2 separate regions of the Anas platyrhynchos genome follow, and region 2 is linked to region 1. Evidence: chromatin contacts called from public Hi-C data. All regions are on one chromosome and are shown on one strand. Each heading gives the region's core, a stretch centred on a gene start, on an enhancer-like site or on the middle of the called end of the contact. The rest is flanking DNA. Distances are from core to core; before and after follow the strand shown. Region 1 holds the start of RNF11 (ring finger protein 11). Region 2 overlaps TTC39A (tetratricopeptide repeat domain 39A).

Region 1 (6,565 bases), core at 2,776-5,275:
TCTTTGGGAAGAACTGCTAGAAGTAAAGAGAAACTAGGAAAAAAAACAGTGAACTTCTGTGGAAAAAACAGAAGGCATATTGCCAACAGATGGCGAAGAAGTCAAACAGAAAAGAAAAACAAACTTGAAAGCACACGCAATTTTGAGGACTTGAGAAGAAACAAAACCAAAGCTAACTTGTTCCTAATCAGATTCACCGGTTAGAAATGGAGTTGCATGTGCTCAGCACTTAGAAAAACAGTTGTAATTCCAGGATTCTAAAATGGAGGCATCCAAAACCAGCCTCTGTCTGTGAAAATGCTGGTCAACTCTTAAAATAGTTTCCTTTTCCCCGCAACACATACAAACACACTCTTTTGTATGTGTTTTAATTATTTCCCATGTTAGCCTTTAAGCTTGATGCTCTGGAAAATGGCTGATGTCCTCATGGACCTCTTTCTCATAAATCTGGATGGCTATTTAAAAAGATGTTTTCCCTCTGAAGCCTTCTTCCTGTAGCTTACGGTGCACTGACAGCAGACAGGTATATGCAGAGCCTCTGAATGGAAGGCATATTCCTCATTATGTCATTACAATGACAATCCAATTTTCAATCTAACTTCTGGAAGCAGAAATTTTATTTCTGAGTGATCTGATATCACTCAATCATAAAGTAAATTTGACATGCAATAATGAAGTGACTATTGGAAGCGCGTTTTGCTGTTAGAAGTTAACACCTGAAAAAATTATGGCTTAACTAGATTCCCATATGGATGCCCTCAGCACAAGCGTGCCAGGCAATTTAACATGTTTTAAGTGTCAGAATAACACAGACTTGAGTTAAAAGAGACATACAAGTCCTTCTCTACTGTATCTTTACCTCTTCATCAGCAAGCTTCCTTCTCTTCACTTGCATACCTTGCAAGAGCTGTTCAGGAAGTTGGCACATCACTGCTGCAAACCCAAAGGAAGCAAACCAAAATACGTCTATTTCATGACTAAAGCTCCAGCAATTAGGTTTTAATCTTCCAGTTTCTTGCGCACTCTCCAATTGCCACAAACAAGTTTTCAAACTCACTTTGTCCTCTTCCTCACCTTCCCTCCTCAGGTCTGTACGTTCTCATGTACATGTTAACTCTGGTTAAAACATTGTGAAATAAGTATTTACCACACATAAGGACAGAACTCCTACATTCCCATTTGTAACCCTGAATCCAAGCTGCCATTTGGAAGTTAAAATGAGATCATAAGCTACTGCAGCCACAACAGCAATAATGGAGCACAAGGAATCCTCCAAGTTCAGCATTTGGCCTGTGCATTAGGCCTGATACAATTCAAAGTTATCAATCCCCTTAACCTTGAAGTGCACAAAATACTGCACAACATTGTAAGTAATGTCTCTTTTTAAAGTCACAAATCACTGTGGTTTAAGACTTATGGAACAAGAACCTTTGAATTTTGACGAGGAGGCACAAAACACCATGTTACAGTGAGGGTCTAGCAATTGGTAGATTCATGTATGGGGTTTTTGGATAGCGGTGCCATTCAGGACAGCCAAACACCTGTGTGCACATCACTTAATGCTAGACTGCTCTATTCAAATGCGGAAAGTTTGGGTATGAATGCACTTACTCAATAACAGAGGTCTGAAAGTTCACTGATTTTACTGTCTACAGTTTTCTCAGTCAACCATCCACACCTACGTACAAATTCTTTGTTTAAAAAACCACAACACCAGCAGCTGAGGAAGATGTCTGCTTATCTACCACTGAAGGTGACGTGAGAAGGCCTGCAAAATGGGATTTCTCAACTCTCACAAGAGCTAACAGCTTTTTTTCTTTTGAAAGACTTTTCCAAGTCTTCCCAGAAATCGCAGATGCAAACGCAACAAAAATCAACATACCAAGTTGGCTGTCCACGCTGTAACAAAAACACGATGCATTCCTAAACAGAATGGACAATGAGGTTTAGCTTAGAACAACACGACCTTTAAAAATATTAATCTGCTGTCAAACACTTTATTGGTCAGACAGTTCAGAATTCAGAGAAAAATAACCCATCTTGGGAAATTCCTTCTAAATGTTAGGCTCCTGCACATGTGCAAAGCAAACAGCTACGCGGTGCCAAGCAATACCAGCGCTGTCCCCCTGCATCACCGATGACTGGTACGCATGTGGCTCCTCTTGAGCACTTAAGGGACTTCCTATCAGAGCTGTAATTCTTGAGCTTGTAAAGCACTCGCAGATTACACGTCTACCCAGTTAAATACTTCCTGCAATTTTGTTAATTATACGTCAAGGTCTGCAACGACTGAACGACTCCCACCCTTGACAATAAGGAGCTCTCAAGCCACCCTCCAGAATTTGTGTCTCAAGCAGTCATTTCTTTTAGATTTCACTGATCTATCCCATTCCACCCTTTCAGATAGGAAGACACTTAAAACTCGAATAAAACGTGCAGCTATACTGTCGACATTCTTCCTTGTATTGTTTTCTTCTTTTTTTTTTTTTTTTAGTGCTGTGCAGCCTTCAGAGGGCCTGTTTAACGCCATATATGTTTTTATATACGGGGATGGAGATCACCAGGAGTGGATGAGTGCAACCACAAGTCCAGCTGCCTTTTTGGGGAGCCATCGCATTGAACAGAGGTCAAAAACAGGCTTCTGGTTACTACTGGCACTGGGATTCTGCATCGCTACCCTCTCCTGTGAGGGCTATAATACAGAAAACACCCAGCATTTTTCTCCCTCCCCGGTTACTCATCAAGATGTGCATTAACATATCCTTTCCAGACAGAAAATCCAATGGGAAAACCACCCCTTCCAGGTCCCCCCCCGGCAGCCGAAGGGAATAGGATCTACTGGATTACAAAAAGTTCCTCGCTACGGATCAGCCCCGGCTAAAAATAAGCGCGGAGCAGAGGCTGGAGTAAATAGAGCCAGACAAAGAGCAGCTCTCCTGCAAGTGCCTGTGGCCTCCCGTTCGCCAGCACCGAGAAACGAGCAGCACCAGCCAGTGATGTCACCGGGCAGGGACAACAAAGGAAGCGGCACTGCCCCAAATTCGGGGTCCTCCTTTCTGGAGCCGAAACCCGGAGCCGAAACCCGGAGCCTCCCCCCCGCGGGCCCTCGCCTCCCCCTCCGGGCCCGGCCCCGGCCCCTGGGCGATTAGGGCCGGGATCTCGCCGCCCCCCCCCAGCCTCGAGGCCGGCCCGAACAAAGCAGCGGCCCCCGGGGGGGCGGCCTCAGGGACCGGGAGCTCCTCAGCTCGCTGCCCGGCACCGGGACGAAGGCACCGAGGGGGCAGAGCCGGCCCCGCGGGGAGCCCGGCCCGGCCCCGGTCCGCCCCCCCTCCCCCCCGTACCTGATATGGCGGCGGCGGCTCCTGATCCGGCTCAGCCCCGTCCCCGTAGCTGGCCCTGTCCGACTGCGACTCGTGGAGCAGCGAGATGTCATCCGACGTGGGGGACTTGAGGCAGTTCCCCATCTTCCACCCCCTCCCACCCCCCGGCCCTCGGGAGCGGGGCTTCCCCTCCGCCTTCTCCGCCGGACCCCGCCGCCGGCGGCTGGGCGCCCTCAGCCTCCCCGCCGCAGCGCGCAGCCCGCAGCCGCCCCGCCGGGGAGGCTCATGCCAGCCCCGGCCCTAAGCGGCTTAGCGGCAGCCCGGCCGCCCTCCCTCCTTCCCCCGCACGCTCCGCAGCCGCCCCGACCCCCGGCTGGGCAGGGCAGGGCAGGGCAGGGCACGGCAGGGTTCGGCTCCCAGCCCCGGGGGGCCCCGGGAGCTGGGGGGCAGCGGGGGCTGAGCTGGGGTCCGCCCGCCGCCCGCCCCGCGGCAGCCCGGCGCTGTTGTGCTTCCTGGTCACCAGCTTGCTGCGCACTGGGCTTTGTCGCACGGCCCGCCCCGGCTCCTCCTCTCACTCCGCCCCGCCGGGCCGAGATGGCAGCCACAAGGCCCGGTTCTGTCCCCGAGCCCGGCCGGGAGCACGGCCCGGCCCCAGCGGGATGAGGCCAGGCTGAGCTGAGAGGGCTCCGGCCCGGCTGCTGCCTGCGGGGTTGGGGCTTCTGCCCTCCCCCAAAATGGAGGGTGCCGCCGTGCTCCACCTCCAGGGGCTCTGTGTATGTGTTGTGTTTGCTTTCCGGGCGGCCGGGGAGGAAAAGGCCGCCCAGGCACCGTGAGGGGACAGCGGGGTGCCCGTCCTGGGCTTCTCCGGGGCTCAAGGGCCCGCCCCGGCCCCGGGTTCCTCAGGAGAGGTCCCCCGAAGATGGTGGCCTTTGTGCTGAGCGCCTGGAGTTGCTGGGAGGGCACGGGTTTAGAGCCCACAACTCGAAGTGTAGAGAGAAAAGCAAAAGGCATTTCGTCACATCTGTGTCTCTGTGGTGGTGTTTTTTTGTGTTTCATCACAAAATGTGATGAGCAAGTATTAAGTATTAACTGCACATTTAACTCCTGTACTAAGAAAACAAACAAAAACACCTTTTGGATTTAAGTACCTGCAGACTCCGAGAGAATAAATGCCCCCTCACACTAACACGGACCAATGTAGAGGGGAAACACTTTTTTTCATTTTACAGGACAACCCTTCAAATGTTCCCAGCTTTATCAGTCCCAATGAGCAGCCATCTTAGGTCAAAGTATCTATAAACCAGTTGACCACAATGAAGTATTTGGCTCTACAACATTTACTTTAACATTCAAGAGGTCCTGTGGTGGCTGAAGAACTTGGAGCAGTGTTTCTGATGATTGTCCATGTGAGCTCCTCCGTGAAGATTTCCCTTCATTACCGTTCAGAAGTTTTGTTTAGCTGCTTACCACTGGATAACCTAAACACCTTCAGAGTAAAAGCTACAGCAATTGAGAAGTTATTACTGATGTTTATGGCGTTCAAAATGGTTTTAGACCTTTCTAAGAAACTAAGACTAGAAATGTTGCTGGAGACATAAGCATTGCTTGTGATAGAAAGGCTTTGCAATGGCCTGATGTAACTAATAATGACTGCTGTCATGATGCGGTCATTTGGGTGTTTATCATAAGAGTGAGTTCACTTGGTTTAATAGGGGAATTAGGAAGGCAAACAGTAGTTAGAGAGGAGCCGTTGCCTAACCCAAGAATGGTTTCAAGGTGAAAGCAATGTCAGAGCTGCCACTGCCAGAAACTTATACTGGATTTCCAGCCCAATTACAGAGATCATCAGTTGTGCAGGGGCAACATCAGCAACAAGATTGCTGGCAGCTAGAAAGGTGTCTGTTCACTGCCACTTCACATCTTACTCTTTCTGTGGAGCCCCTGTAGTCGCTGTGGCTGCACCCCCAGTGTGCCTTGCATTCCTGATCCTGCACAGTGGAGAGGTCCTGTGGCAGCACAGGGTGCCTTCCTTTGGGCTGGCATGCCAAGGTTTAGCTTTCTGCATGCAAATGTGGATCCCTGGTCTCATCCTGATAGGTAGCCAGGACACAGCTGGGATATACTGTGGGGTCCCACAGAGCAGGTGGTGCCTGTATTTCTCTTGAGCCAGATCTCCAAAAGAACTATCACTAACTGCTACGCCCAGTTAAAACTTGCACCTAAGTAGGTACAGGATACCCTGAACTTGGGCTCCATTTAAGGAGGAGACTTGTCAAATGGCAAAAGAGGTCTGCTTTTTATGACAGACTCACAGAGACCAAAGAGGAAGCAAAAGTTCACGTTTGGCCTTGCAACACGAACAGCTCTGCACCTGTGAGAGCTTTGAACGACGAAGAACAACTACCAGCCACCACTGAGTTCTTTGAAGCGGAGATGGTTTAAGCCACTTGTTTTTCTGTGCCATTTACTCCTGTTATGTCAGGTAGGTGGTTAATAATGGCTTTGCACCACCAGGTCACAAGTTGAAAAGTGGTCCAGGAGACGAAGAATGGAAAAACTCTTCTGTTTATGAATGCAGAAGTGTTGTCATTTCAGAAGTGTTGTCATTTCATATACATATGCCTGCTGTGGTGTGATTGTCAGGATACTAGTTTTTCTACCACATTTTCTTGCAGTATGGGGACAAGAAAGCAGTCAAAGAGTTTTTCAAGGTAGAAGATGATTGTCTGTAGTGCTCAGTGACCATTTGATGGGAGCCTCTCTTTAGGGAACCCATGACCTGTTTTCACTGTTTCTGGGTATTAAGTTACAAAAAAAAAAAAAAAAAAAAAAAACAAAACAGATCTGGCAGGCTTCCCTCTGTGTGCTTTCTGTAGATAACTATTTTTAAGTACACAGGCTGCTTAGAAGGATCTGGTTTTGTGGGAATAGACACAGAAGTGACCCTTGTTCATACAGAATGGTAGAGGTGACTATAGACCAAATAGGTTTTACACCCAAACAAATCATTTATGAGCTGTTCATGCCGTTCGTGTTCCACACAGAATTGGAAGCTCACAAGTAGGTTTTATATTGTCTATTTTTTTCTGAGAAGATTTACAAGTACACTGGCCCTGTTCCTGCAGAACTGTAAGGCAATTAAACCAATGGCTGCAGTTCTGTTTTTTACTTCCTCCCATAGTTTGGGGAACAAGTAACTATCGGACTGGATACCGTAGTCTTAAAATGATCTCACAGATACAAGG
Region 2 (6,565 bases), core at 2,763-5,262, 42 kb before region 1:
TGATATTGGGAGTGTCCTTGGAGTGGACTTGAGTGATATTTGTGTGTTGAAAGCTGAGATATCAGGGATGGGCTTCCTTTGCGCTGTAAAGGAGCATAAGAAAGGAGTTAATATTGACCTGGAACAGGCTTTGCTACCACATCTTTTGTCAGTCTGTTAGTTAGCCATCCATAAGAAAGTTGAATTGCCATTTATTTCTTGCCAATCTTCCCAAAATTCTTGGAGAAGTGCAGCCAGTCTCTGCAATCACTAAGTCTCCCCTTACTAAACAGTTGATCTTATTATTACATACCACCTTCCTGCAAAAGGATCAATCCCATCTTGACAAAGGAATGTGGGTTAAGTCACTGCATTGCAGTCTTTTCTAGGACCTGGTCTTCCTGTGCACATTGTTACACAAGTATTCTTCTAGAGTTGAAAGAGTTGCTTGAAGAAATGGCTAAAGCTGTCTCTTTTTTAATTGTTTGAGAACAGACAGAAAAATATTTTCACTGAAAGTGACGTCTTAGTAGAAGTCATTTGACTGTTTCTCTTTTTGTCACACATTTTGCTACTTTATTTTGGACAAGTGAATTATTTCACTATTCTTTTTTTTTTTTTTAGTTGGTAAATAGTGAACAAGACTAACTTTTTGCAGGCATTTGTGGATTGCAGGCATTTGTGGAAGCTGATTCATGTTTGCAGAACACTCTGAGGACACATAATTGAAAAGTGCAATATATTTTAAACACACCAACAGTACCACGTGACAGTGTTACACCAATAAGATGTTAATCTGTTAATGGAAATAACATCTAGAAATGCAAATCTGATATGCACAGTTGTGTCTAGGGTAGGTTTATAAATGTTTTGGATTTTTTATGCAGTTGGGAGCAGTTTTTAGGCTGTATTAGAAGGAGAGGAGATGCATGCATATGAACATGTTCATGGAACAGATGTCCAGGAGAGATAACTGATCTGCTTTTTGTTTTTCTTATGAAATAACTCTTCTGTGGCCTTGAGACATCTGACCGGGCACATACTCAGTGTGTCACCTTTTGCCCTCTTTCCTGTTCCTTCTAAGGTAGTGTGCTGTATAGTCTTTGGGCATCTTCCCTTAGTTTTGCTTTGGTGATACATTATGTATAGATGTTTCTTTTGGATTTAGCAATACAAGTGACTGCAATTGGATCAAGACCTCCAACAGCACAGTCCAAAGGGGAACAACTGTTCCATGTAGAATGTGTCAGCATTTTATCAGCTGGGGTGGCAGAGGAAGAACTAGGTAAAGGTAGTAGAGATAAGCTGAAATTCAATAGCTCAAGATGTGGTATCATACATTTTGCAGAAATTCCTATTAGCTAGTATTTCGTGATACAAGTTTGTCTGTGATAGCAGGAAACTGCTCTTAATGAACTTAATGGATCATTCAGTTCCTTCTGTCTTGTGTTCCAGTAAAGAGATTTTACTCACACCTACCTGTGCAAGTTTCTCCGCTAGGAAGAAAGTCTCCAGTGCTCTAAAGTTTTCTAAAATGTGCCATTTGCTTCATCTTGCAGCTACAGAATTGCTAGCAGATGACCAGTGCGTGATAAAACTGTTAAAGGGTTTATGCCTCAAGCATTTGGGCAAGATTGCAGAGGCAGAAGGCCATTTTAATTACATCTACTTAAAGTAAGTTGTCATACCTGGTGTGCAGGAGAACTCTTGAATTTCTCAGTAACTGTCAAGTAACTACAACCTGAATACAAATACAAAGGGGAGGAATACAGTATCTCTAGTATTTATTTCATTTGTTTCTATATCACAATTTTGATTGCCAGTATTGTTAGCCATGTAAGGAGGAAGTGTAATTCTGTACTTTTTACTAAGAGATTTTTTCTTCTTTGTGGGCTATACATGCATAAAATTTTTTGAGATACTGCTGCTTTTTTCCCTCTTCTCCTCTCACCATTCATGAAGAAGCTATGCTCAGAGAACCAAATGCAGTCTACAGCAACAGATGGCAGCACGAAATGGAAATTCTATACATTGTGCAGTGAATGGGATTTCTTTTTCTCAGTTCATACAGATAGAGCTCATAATATTGTCACCTTTTCTAATAATTCCCTCATAATAAAGGGAGTATTTTTTAAATCCTGAGATATATTGTATAGGATAGTTATGTAAAGTACACTTTTAATAGCCTGGTAGGTAGCTTTGGGTAGAGAACACAACAGGTGTTGTGATAAAGATTGATTGCTCTTTCTGATCTTAGCTAATCTCCTATTTATTTGTTTTTGGAGCTCCTAAATGAAGGAAATAATATATCATTTCAAGATCTTGAGGCTCTCTCTTTTCCAATGTAGTGAGAAGAAGATAAAATATGACCATTATCTAATTCCAAATGCATTGTTGGAGCTTGCGTTACTGTATCTGGACCAGGATAGAAGAGAAGAAGCAATAAAACTACTGGAAAGAGCAAAGTAAGCAATTTAAAAGTCTTTGTTGACGGGTCAGTATGTTATTTTACTGATGGGTAGGAAGTAGACATGATAATACCGCACAAACTCATTGTTTCCTTTATTCAGCAGAAGCAGACATGCCCTAGTTTTGGCTGGGGCCTTTTCAGGTAGTAGACACTATCTGATCGTTCAGTCTGTGAGTTACCAATCCATTCTGGTAAGAACAAAAATAATTTTAAAGATCTTGATATGAATGTCAAGGGCTTCCATAAGGAATAATCCATGTGTAACTAAATGTAATTATCTTTGTAGTCTATTTATTTATTCATAGAAGATGTATTAGATGAAATCAAAGCTCTGTGTTAGGGCTGAAATAATATTACTCAGATTGATAGCTAAGAGTGCTGTTTTTTTCCTTGATGAAATACACTGAAGATGATGTTTCAGTTTTCATTTATCTTTGTGTTCTTTCGTCCGCATCTGAAAGACAGCTGAAACACCTGCCATTGCTATTTTTGTTGTGATTGATGTTTCTATCCAAGTAGGTTTATCAGGAATAGTTGGACTGGATCATGTATGTTCTTTATTATAAAATCAACAAAATAGAATTTTGCCTCTGTCCCAGTCTTTCCTTCTCTGCTGAGCCAAGATTTCTATGGGGGGGGGGGGGAAAGGGAATAAAAAAAAAAAAAAAAAAAAAGGCAGTCCAAACCAAACAACCTTCATCTCCCTCAGGCATCCTGCAGCCAGGGCAGTTCACCTCTCTGCCTTCTTGAGGCAGAAATCTGCTGAATGAGGCCAGATGTTGCACGTTTCCAAGTGCACAGCATCACACCAGCCCCTGCTGCAGGTGTGTTGCTACAAAACTGATCTCTGGCCCCAACTTCCAAAGAAGTCGCAGAGAGTTTTTTCTGTTGAGCTTTTGTCCAAGTCAGTCCAACATGTATGAATGGTGAATCAGTCTGCTGAAGCTGATGCCAAAAGCCTGTCAACACAAAAATTAAAATATTGCAGCTCTTAATCTCCTGTGCTCATGACCCTGATTCTCTGTGGACTCATGGAAGTTATTAGGAATAGCAAAAATTGCATTAGCAAAACGCAATGGAAATTGTTACAGTCAATTTCACATTCCTCAAAGCACGCCTTGCCTCAAATCCTCAGTTTCTTTGCTCAAATCTTAAAAAGAAGCCTAGAAATTACTGCTTCTGAGCTTCTCACTCTGTCTGGTACAGCTTCCAGTCCCTGCTCAGCCTTCCCACCTTTCACCTGGCAGCTTGTGTGGCTCAGATCCCCTCAAGGGAAGATGTTGGCTTAAAGAAGGGCACAGCAGATAGCAGCTCTTTAAAATCTCGTTACCCGGTGTTTGAAAGGCTAATACTCGGGCTTGTTATGCTCAAAAAACTCATGGAAATGTGGAAAAAAAGAGGGGGGGGGCTGTCTTATTTCAATTCGTCACTAAAAAGTACAACCTTTAAGTTACCACCTGTAGCATTATATATACTTGATCAGAATGCAGAGGTTTATAAGCCTTCAGATAAAAATACTGAGTGTCTTTTCAGCCACTAGGGGGAGAAGGCATTGTCTGTGGTGGATTTCAGGATTGCAAAATTATGCTTGCTGTTGGCAGGAGTGGAGATGAGAGCTCTGCTTGTGCATGATGCTTGATTTACTTGACCTAAATCCACGTATTGCTGCTGGCTTGAATGTTTCAACTCTCAGAGAAGGAGAGGAATGAGATAATAAACAGTTTTGGCTTGATCATGCATGGAAACATTTCTATTTGTATTACCATAAGCAATAAGCAAGAATATCAGCCTGCTGATGAGAAATACAAGAGGCATTTTTTAATATCTGCATGACAAAATCTACTTAGTTTTCAGCAAAATCTCCAAAGTGTTTCAGATCAGCATGCAGCACAACCCATTCATTTCCACGCCTCAGCCAGCCTCTTGAGTACTGCATACATAAAATTCTAAGCTGGTGTAGGATGGGTGAGGAGTCCCTTGTTTTTGCAGAGACTGACACTGCCACAGTGGCAGATGCTTGCCTCCATGACTGATTTGAATTATGAATTCTGAGCTGAAATGCTTTTAAAATATATGGACTGCTTAATACTTGATGTAACGTTTCTGTGAAGATGATGGTATCCACTAAAAGAATATTAGCATGGTCTAGTCCTCATTGGTATCTAGATTGTGTTTCCATTATTCAGGAATTGAAATGTTGGTTCCCGGTAAGGTCTGCATTTTCCCTGTGGTCCTGGGAACAGCAGATCCCACCTCTGTTGCTTTGGAAGTCTTGGATTTTTTTTTTTTTTTTTCCCTAGGTGTTATTTCTCTTATGTTTCTTAAATTCTTTTATTGTGGTTTGGCAAGTAGCTTGTAGACAACTATAGGTATTCAGAATAAAAGGTATCACTGAAATATAAATCTTTCTTTTTACCACTGTACCAAATGTAGGCAATTTAAAACTTCATCTTTGAATTACAAATTTTTTCAGCTTTTTAATAATCTAGAAATACAGTGTTCATTCTACATTGCCTAGCAGTTATCAGTGGTTGTCAGTCTCATTCCTGTCCTTACCATACTTACCAAATAAGTTCATATCACTGCTGCAAAATGTTTAAATCCTTGCTGTTAGCACACATTCCTCATCTTATTAAAATGAGGAAAAAAATAATGAAAATATGTGTTCAAATTTGTCAGTCATACTTTGGGAGTGAAAAAAAACACCTAATTTCTGAATGCAAACTAAGTGGATGTTATGGATATTTAATATGGACTCAATATTTTGATTGAGTGGAACAGATTCAATTTCTTATTAAGCTATATTTTTCTGGTAATTGCCAGACAGTAGAACTACAAATAAAGAACAAAGAGCTACATTGTTTGGCTAGAAACACATGCCTTGTATTTTACAGTAGGCAACAAAGGAGCTTGTGAAGAAAAGGCTTTTTGCTGTCTACAGTTGTTTTGCTTAGAACAATAATATAAAGATAACTTGAAAATATTTAAATATATATATATTCATCAGAGTGAATCTGCTTTTGTTTTAGACATAACTACAAGAATTACTCCATGGAAACGAGAACACATTTCAGAATTCAAGCTGCCCTGCATCAAGCCAAATCCTCCTCAGAAAATGGAATGCACTCTGGAGCCTCGGCAGTGTCGTAACTTTTTCTTCTTTGATGTGCTGTTTGTTGCAAACTTTGGTGCAGACAATTACTGACACTTCAGAATTATTTTTCCTTCTCTTTCAAGTCACTGAGAAACCAAATCATTTAAAATTTTAAAGGTGATGCATAAAACATTAATCTAATGTGATAATATGGCAAAAAAAAAAAAACAACCTCAAACCAACTATAACCCATAAAAATATTGTTTTTTCAACAGTGGCTTTTTGAATACTTACATCTGTGTAGTTCTCTTTTCAATCATGTGCCTTTTCTTTCTTGTATTCACAACATCTGCTGAGCGAGATAGAACATAAAGTGGAACAACTGGAAAAAAAAAGCAACACTAAACTTCTCATGGTTCATGGATTTAATCAAAGTGAGCTTTAAACGTTCATTTGAATTCATACTGCTAGCAGTTGAGAAGGAAGCTTCTCTTTTTCCAAGTCTCTACTTGAAATGATGTGAGAAAATCTCAGTGCACAAGAAACACAGCAGGGAGGAGCTCTCAATCCTGGGCATTTTCAATTGTGCATAGAATGTCTCTTTACTAGCTTTTAGTAGTTGCTTTTTTGCTGCTGTAAGAAACTTGCTAGTGAAGAAAATGTTCTCCCTTATGCAAGTATCTTGACATTTTCTTTAATCTTGTCTTCATGTCAAGTCTGCTGCTTGTAGTGCCTGAATGATTTACCAAGGATTTTAGAGAGGGAAAAAAAAAAAAAAAAGAATAAGATGGAAGTATAAAACTGCATCTCTTCTTTGACAAGTTTAAAAATGGGAAGACTTTAGGAAACAGCTCTGCCGTCAGAACAAACATGATTTGAACTTTATATCGTATTCAAAGCACAAGTCCTTGAAGGTCACTTAAGAAACAGCAATATTCCACTGGCTGCACAGCCATACAGTTACTGTGACAGTCAATTTCTTCTTAAAATGATTGTTCTTAGAGATGTCCTACTTGAGATGT

The links. Hi-C and Micro-C count contacts between places; a contact is called where the count stands out from the background.
Region 2: a contact with region 1 is called in a Hi-C map of subcutaneous adipose tissue, with 4 times the contacts expected there. The contact joins the enhancer-like site here to the promoter of RNF11 in region 1. A contact is called at or near these places in 5 of 8 Hi-C or Micro-C datasets (F1 follicle, liver, skeletal muscle and 1 more).

The regions. Positions count from the first base shown.
Region 1 is chr8:32,970,708-32,977,272 of IASCAAS_PekinDuck_T2T, reverse strand. It overlaps RNF11 (ring finger protein 11), which reads right to left and starts at 4,025. Exons shown (of 3, transcript XM_027462503.3): 1 at 3,342-4,025. The coding sequence starts at 3,464.
Region 2 is chr8:33,013,143-33,019,707 of IASCAAS_PekinDuck_T2T, reverse strand. It overlaps TTC39A (tetratricopeptide repeat domain 39A), which reads left to right. Exons shown (of 19, transcript XM_072041623.1): 17 at 1,539-1,653; 18 at 2,328-2,444; 19 at 5,479-6,565. The coding sequence ends at 5,599. Among named protein-coding and RNA genes, the nearest start is that of RNF11, 43 kb to the right of the region's middle. Within about 2 kb of position 4,012, at least 1 of the 8 cell types and tissues checked has an H3K27ac peak or open chromatin away from gene starts, as enhancers often do. A contact at or near this core is called in subcutaneous adipose tissue, where this site is marked.